Regions from separate parts of the Sus scrofa genome. Here region 1 is linked to region 2. Evidence: chromatin contacts called from public Hi-C data. All regions are on one chromosome and are shown on one strand. The core of a region is the stretch at or near the end of the contact, and the rest is flanking DNA. Distances in the headings are between cores, read along the strand shown.

Region 1 (3,643 bases), core at 289-2,788, 120 kb before region 2:
TATGGATTTTTTTTTTTTTAGGGCCACACCGGTGGCATATGGAGGTTCTCAGGCTAGGGACTGTATCAGAGCTGTAGCTGTTGGCCTGTGCCACAGCAACACAGGATCCCTGCCATATCTGCCACCTACACTGCAGCTCACAGCAAAGCCGGATCATTAACCCACTCAGTGAGGTCAGGGACCAAACCTGCATCCTCATGGATCCTAGTCAGATTGTTTCCGCTGAGCCAGGATGGGAACTCCTGAGCATTCTACTTAAAACTGCAACCCTACTGCTACTCTCATTCTCCACAGCACCCTCCAACATGTGCTTGCTTATGTCTGCAAATTTTGTGGTCTTCTGCTCCCCCAACCAGTGTAATATAGGTCCTTAAAGCCTGCCACATAAAATTCAACACGTATTTGCTGAATGAATTTAAGAACTAATTTGACAGTTTGTCAATACTCAAGATATGTCCACGTATTTCCAAAAGAAAGAGGTGTAATCTACAGAGAGAAGGCAAAGCGAGTCAAGATTTTTTTTTTTTGTATGAAAGAAAAAGGACACAGTGATCACAAACCTCAATAGTGAATGTGTTAAGGGCCTGAGAAAAGTTCCTGGGAGAAGTCAGGGTTGGAGAATATTATAAAGAGCGTATTTAAGTGTCTGGCAACGAACTTTGGCCCTGTGCTACTGTTGAACCCCTCCCCAACCCTTCCCTTCTTTATACCCCCCGCCACCCGGCAAACCACAGTCCCAGAGCCCTCCTTGGCCCCTCCACCAGAACACAAGTAGTCCACACCAAGAGACCGAAACATTTCTAAACTTTATAGAAAAAGCAACGAAGACAGTCAACTAGCCAAAAACGAGCCTCTTAATCCCATCTCACTCCAGCCATATCTCCTCTAACGTCTGCAGACTTTAGGATCTCTCCACTGTTCAGTTTCTCAGGGGTTATGACGGGTCTCCCAACACTTTGTTCCACAGGAAGGCAGGTCGGACGGAACGCCCCGGGTAAGGACCTCTGTACAAAGAAAGCACGAAAAGCAGAGCTATGAAGAATCCGTCCACTTGGGAGAGGAACCCGCGGGAATGACGACAAACCGGAGGAACGCAGAGAGGTGCTCACGTACAGCGGTGAGACGGTGAGGTCTCAGTTCTCCTCCGGTTTGTCGGCGGGCGGGCCGCAAGGCTGCAGCATCTTCTCCATCAAGTTGAAGCGGACTCGCGCTTTGCTCTCATTCTCGGCAATGGCGAAGTAGTTGAGAAGGTCGAAGTGGCCCATGTAGGAGCAATAGGAGTCGCGGTGCTGGTTCACCAGCCACTCCCATTTGGTGGTGTCGGCGTGGCCGGTGCCGATGTATTTGGACTGCAGATGCTCTAACTGGCTGTGGATGGTGTAGCGGTCTGTCATCTCGTTGCTTTTTCCTTTGCTCGCAGGTCAGAAGCCGCAGACGAGAAGAAGCCGCTCTAAGGTTTCAAGCCGGAGAGGAGCCACCCGCCGGAACCTCTGTACACGCGCGGCCGCAGGTGGATGGCGTCACAGCGACAAAGCAGCGCGACTCGCGGTCCCCGGCCTCCCAGGCGGAAGTGTATTCTGTCACGGAATTGGAGTTGCCTCGGCAACGCTACCAGTGGGCCTTCCCTATAGAGAGCCCCGCCTCCTTCGCAGAGCGTTGCATGCTGGTCCATCTAGCGGCCCTTTTCTAACAGGAGCTTTGCATGCTGGGACTTGTGGTTTCCGAGGGTTGGTTCGCAGAGACTTCTTGGGACCTCTGTGTGTGGGTTTGAGAGACTGAATGGACTGCGGTGTTTGGGAGGCAGGAAGCATCCTCGGGCGGATGGGGGGCCGAGAGGAAGTGGGAAACAAGTAGTACAAGGCTGTAAGCAACTGGGGAAAGGAGCTCTTTGTGCAATTCCGCTTTCGGAGCTACAGAGGGTACAGTAGCCGTTTCACAACCAGGGGTGGATCACCCTGAAGTCAGGAAACTCAAGGTCTGACCCCAGCCATGTCTCTTACAAGTTGTGTGGAAACTTCTTTCATCGCTTGCGGGGCCGCCGTTTCCCGCCTAGTGACCTAAGTACAGCACCAGTTCCGACACATTCAGGCCCCCACAACAGGCTCCTCCTTTTGAGCTTCTAATTTTGACATCCTCCCAACAAGTTTCACCCCACCTACAGGCCCTCAGCCTCTACTTCTCAAACGTTCCCGTGCTGCTCTCTCCAGTTCTCTGTACGAGCTGTTCCATCTGCGTGGAATGCTTTTGTTCCCCTGGCAAACACTTCTCCCTTTTAAGTCAGCTCGAAAGTATCTCCCTGAAATTGACTTTGGCTACTCCAGACAGATGTAAATTCTTTTCATCCTGTACATCTCTTTGTTATTATCACTTTATATCCAGTTTTTGGTTTAAGAACTTCCCCACACGAATACAAACTACTTGAGAAAAACTACTTTTTTGATGATGTCTTTTTTTTTTTTTGAGGGTGAGACATCTATCTACTTGATCTATTTGTAGCATGAAATCCACAAAGAAAACCCCAAAATGCGAAGTTCAATAAATTCAAATAGTAATATTTTTAAAAATATTAATGAAAAAGAGATGATGTCTTGTATCATATGCTTCTGTTATGCTAGCCACAGAGCCTCGCAGAGATTGTTTCTCAAAAAACATCTGATGAATGGATTAAAAAAACCTGTATGACGGCCAAATAAATTCTTTACTGGGAGAAAGATAACTTTAAAGTATCTTTATTCTGGTATAAAGTTACGGTTAGATAGGACTAGTAAGTTTAGAGCTCTATAGTTAACTATAGTTAATACTGTATCAATACTAAAAATTGTGAGGAGGTGAATATGTTAATTAGTTTGTGGTACCATTTTATTGTGTATATGTATATCAAATCATGTTGCACCTCTTAAATATATATAATTTTTATTAAAAAATTTTAGTGGTAAAACAGTTCCCTCTGGGATCAAATGCCTGTACCAAAAATTGGAAAAAAAAAAAAAAACTTCCCCCTTAAGTGTGAACTTGGTTATAACAAATATTTCATTTCTGAAACATAGAGGTTATTATAAGGCATACCTGTGGATTTACCATCCAGATATATCATACCTTGCCATTTTGCCATTTTCATTTCCAAGTTTGTTATTTTATTTTGGTTTTCATTTTTGAAAGAAATAAAGCTATACAAATAAACTCGAAGAATTCTCTGTATCCGGCTCCCTAATTCATTCATTTCAGGATCCTCTCTTGAATTTAGAAACATTCTGAGTCTGGTTTTTTGACTGCTGAAAATTAGTATATCCATAAACAATAGACGTTTTTACTATGTAGGTTTTAAAGCCTCATTGACACTCTTTATGCATTGTTATAAAAGTTTTTTCCCTTGTCAATATCCATGTTGATTATGTAGCTTTAGCTCATTTTTACTATTGTGTATTTAGTATGCTACTAAATTAATATACCAAAATATGTCAGTGTAATAACAGACATTTAACTTCACATTTTTGTCATAAGAGACAAGACTGCAGTGAATACTCTTGTACATACATTCTTCACATAAAGGAATTTCTTTAGGGCATGTATATAGGAATAAAGTAGTTGAGAAAGGGATGAGCATCTGCAAGCTTTGCTCGATATTGCCAAATTATTCTCCAAA
Region 2 (3,425 bases), core at 20-2,519:
GGATCGTTAACCCACTGAGCAAGGGCAGGGACCGAACCCGCAACCTCATGGTTCCTAGTCGGATTCGTTAACCACTGCGCCACGATGGGAACTCCTGGCCAATACATTTAAATAGTGACATCTACTGGTTAATTTGAGACAAATTTATTTGTTAAATACTGTCTGTCTTATTCTGACTGTAAAATTCTGATTCACAATTACTGTGTTTAGGAGCATGTTAAGGATATGTGTAATCCAGCCTGTAAATTGACCTTTTTGAATCAGTTACGAAATATCTGCCATTGAAAAGTATTCCAAATCACTGACCCAACTCACATGAGCTATAATTTTAATTGTATGCATTTCCTCATCATATCCATCATCTTTGTTTCTTTCAAACTCCAAAACTCATTGTGAAGTTAAAGAAGAATAGAAATTTGGATTAGTTATCAGCTTTAAAACACAGAAGTTGTGTCCGATTTTAGAAATCCTGAGCAGGAAGCTTTCTTCGTCCTTAGTAGCAAGTTGGAACTTGGAGATTTTTTTTTTTTTCCCCAGTCTTTTTAGGGCCACACCCTCGGCATATGGAGGTTCCCAGGCTAGGGGTCCATTTGGAGCTGTAGCCTCCAGTCTATACCAGAGCCACAGCAACACGGGATCCAAGCCTCCTCTGCAACCCACACCACAGCTCACAGCAACCCCGGATCCTAAACCTAATAAGCAAGGCTCTTGCGAACCACCTGGTTTCATTTTTATCCAAATTGATTTTGATATCTCTGAACCACTTATCAGAGTGCTTGGCAGAGAAGGAATGATTACACTGGGTCCTTACTGAGGTGAAATGGCAACTGTCTAACAAAGTGTCTGTGCATTGTATGAGCTATAGAAATGCTTATTTCTAATGAGCAACGTTGAAATCCAATGAGTATATTTCACAGTCCATCCTGTTTATTGTACACATGCTAGTCTTCATTTAGGATATGTGTCTTGAAGTCAGATGTGGTAAGACATGCAGAATGTCATGAGGTAAGAATGTTTTTATACTCACAGATCCCTGGAAACAAGAGTCCCAGCGCACCATGTAGGGAAGAACCGGGGTCGATCAGGAGGCAGAGGGAGAAAGGGAAAAGCAAGAGCAAGAAGCTTTATTGTGGTTTTCACAGGTGGGATGGATAAGGCACGGCCAACAGGCTGATTGGCTAGTTTGAGTAATTTCAGCAGGCTCTGGAATGAAGGGGCTGCCCTGAGTTTTCTGGTGTTTCCAGGAGTTATCTCACACTGGGAGGAGCAGTCCCTCCCTGGTCAGCAAGGCCCCAGATGCCAGAGCATCAAGAACACAGAAAATAAGAAAGTATAGTTAGTATAGCTAGGATAGTGTGGGTTCAGGCATTCTCACACTTTTTTCCCCCTTCTTCTACTCTTTCTCTTTCTTCTGTTGGTGTGGACCTTGCTGATGAGGAAAATGAAGATTTAGAAGCCCACAGAGGAAAACACTTGAGTAGTTCAGGAATCATTTGTATCGTTTTTGTCACCCAAGTAGTTCATGAATGTACTCGTGCAATTCAGGTCTCAAATTTATCTTTGGATCTAAGTTGTATTTTCAGTCATTTGTTTTATTAATGCAGTGTAGTGAGGCTAGCAGTTCACTAAGGTAACGTTTAAAATTGCATTGAAAAAGTAGATTATTAAGGTAAATCAGCTATAATGGAAAAAATAAAAATCATAAACTAAAATTTAAATAAAGAAAAAAGTATCAAATATTTGTCTCAATTCCAGTCTCCTTTATGTGTAAACATACGAGTACATGTAAATTGTGAAATATGCAGCCTAGGTCCTAAGTGGCAACACAGAACTGATTAAGAGTCAGGTGGCCCAAATTTGTTTGTTTTATTGTCTTTTTTTTGTTGTTGTCTTTTTTTGTTGTTGTTGTTGTTTTGTTGTTGTTTTGTTGTTGCTATCTCTTGGGCCGCTTCCTCGGCATATGGAGGTTCCCAGGCTAGGGGTTGAATCGGAGCTGTAGCCACTGGCCTACGCCAGAGCCCCAGCAACGCAGGATCCGAGCCGCGTCTGCAACCTACACCACAGCTCACGGCAACGCCGGATCATTAACCCACTGAGCAAGGGCAGGGACCGAACCCGCGACCTCATGGTTCCTAGTCGGATTCGTTAACCACTGCGCCACGACGGGAACTCCTGTTTGTTTTAATATGTAAGTTTCCGATGTACGGCATTATAATTTGACATCTGTTTGCACTATGAAGTGATCACCATCACATATATATTAATATTCCATCATCATACAGTTGACCCCCTTCATCTGTTTGCCCCCAGCCCCCCAGGCCCTCTCCCCTCTGGTAACCACTAATCTTATCTGTGAGTCTGGTTTTATTTTGTTTTTTAAGATTCTGCATATATGTGCAATTAAAAAGTATTTATCTTTCTGACATTCTATTTAGCATAATGCCTCCGATTATTAAAACATCCATGTTGTCGCAAAGGGCGGTTTGTTTTTTTGTTTTTGTTTTTTTTGTCTTTTTAGGACCACACCCACAGCATACGGAGATTCCCGGGTTAGGAGCTACAGATGCTGGCCGACCCCACAGCAACAGCAACACCATATCCAAGCTGCGTTTGTGACCTATACCGCATCTTGCAGCAATGCCAGATCCTTAATCCACTGAGCAGGGGCCAGGGATCAAATTTACATCCTTATGGATACTAGTGGGGTTACTGCTGAGCCACAGTGGGAAGTCTCTTGTTCTTTTTTTAATGGTTAAGGTTTAGTCTATTGTGTGTGTGTGTATATACATACATATATCTTCTTCATTCATCATTGGAAACTTTGTTTCTATATCTTGACTATTGTAAATAATGCTGCAATGAACACAGGGTGGCTTATGTCTTTTTGAATTAGTGTTTTTTGTGTTCTTTGGATAAATACCCAGACGTGAAATTGCTGGGTTACACAATTTTTAATTTTTTGAGGAATTTCTATTTTTTTTCCTGAATGATTGCAGCGGTTTATAGTTCTACCAACAGTTTATGAGGGTTCTTTTTCTCCACATTCTCACCATCATTTACTATTTCTTTCTTTTCTATGGTAGCCATTCTAACATGTGAGGTGACATCACATTGTGGTTTTGATTTTTATTTTCCTAACAACTAGTGATGTTGAGTATCTTTTCATGTGCCTGTTGGCCAACTTTATGTCTTTTGGAAAATGTCTGTTCAGATCTTCTGCCTATTTTAAAATCAGTATGTTTGTTTTTGTTGTTGAGTTATATGAGATTTTTATATATTTTGGATATTAACCCCTTACTGGATATATGATTTGCAAATATTTTCTCCAGTTTTGTAGGCTGCCCTTTCATTTTGATAATGGTTTCCTTTGCTGTGCAGAAGCACTTTAGTTTGATGTAGTCCCATTTGTTTATTTTTGCTTTTGT

The links. Hi-C and Micro-C count contacts between places; a contact is called where the count stands out from the background.
Region 1: a contact with region 2 is called in a Hi-C map of omental adipose tissue, with 3 times the contacts expected there. The contact joins the promoter of SF3B5 here to the enhancer-like site in region 2. A contact is called at or near these places in 3 of 5 promoter capture datasets (fetal liver and liver), 28 of 47 Hi-C or Micro-C datasets (adipose tissue, alveolar macrophages, blood and 16 more) and 2 of 2 datasets of contacts at active chromatin or transcription factors (alveolar macrophages and skeletal muscle).

What each region holds. Positions count from the first base shown.
Region 1 is chr1:21,229,159-21,232,801 of Sscrofa11.1, reverse strand. It overlaps SF3B5 (splicing factor 3B subunit 5), which reads right to left and starts at 1,538. Exons shown (of 2, transcript XM_003121152.4): 1 at 1,114-1,538; 2 at 788-1,004. The coding sequence starts at 1,394. The coding sequence ends at 1,134.
Region 2 is chr1:21,105,560-21,108,984 of Sscrofa11.1, reverse strand. The region is part of intron 2 of LOC106506455 (a long non-coding RNA gene); the gene reads left to right. Among named protein-coding and RNA genes, the nearest start is that of TRNAL-UAA, 6.0 kb to the left of the region's middle. Within about 2 kb of position 1,269, at least 2 of the 83 cell types and tissues checked have an H3K27ac peak or open chromatin away from gene starts, as enhancers often do. A contact at or near this core is called in omental adipose tissue, where this site is marked.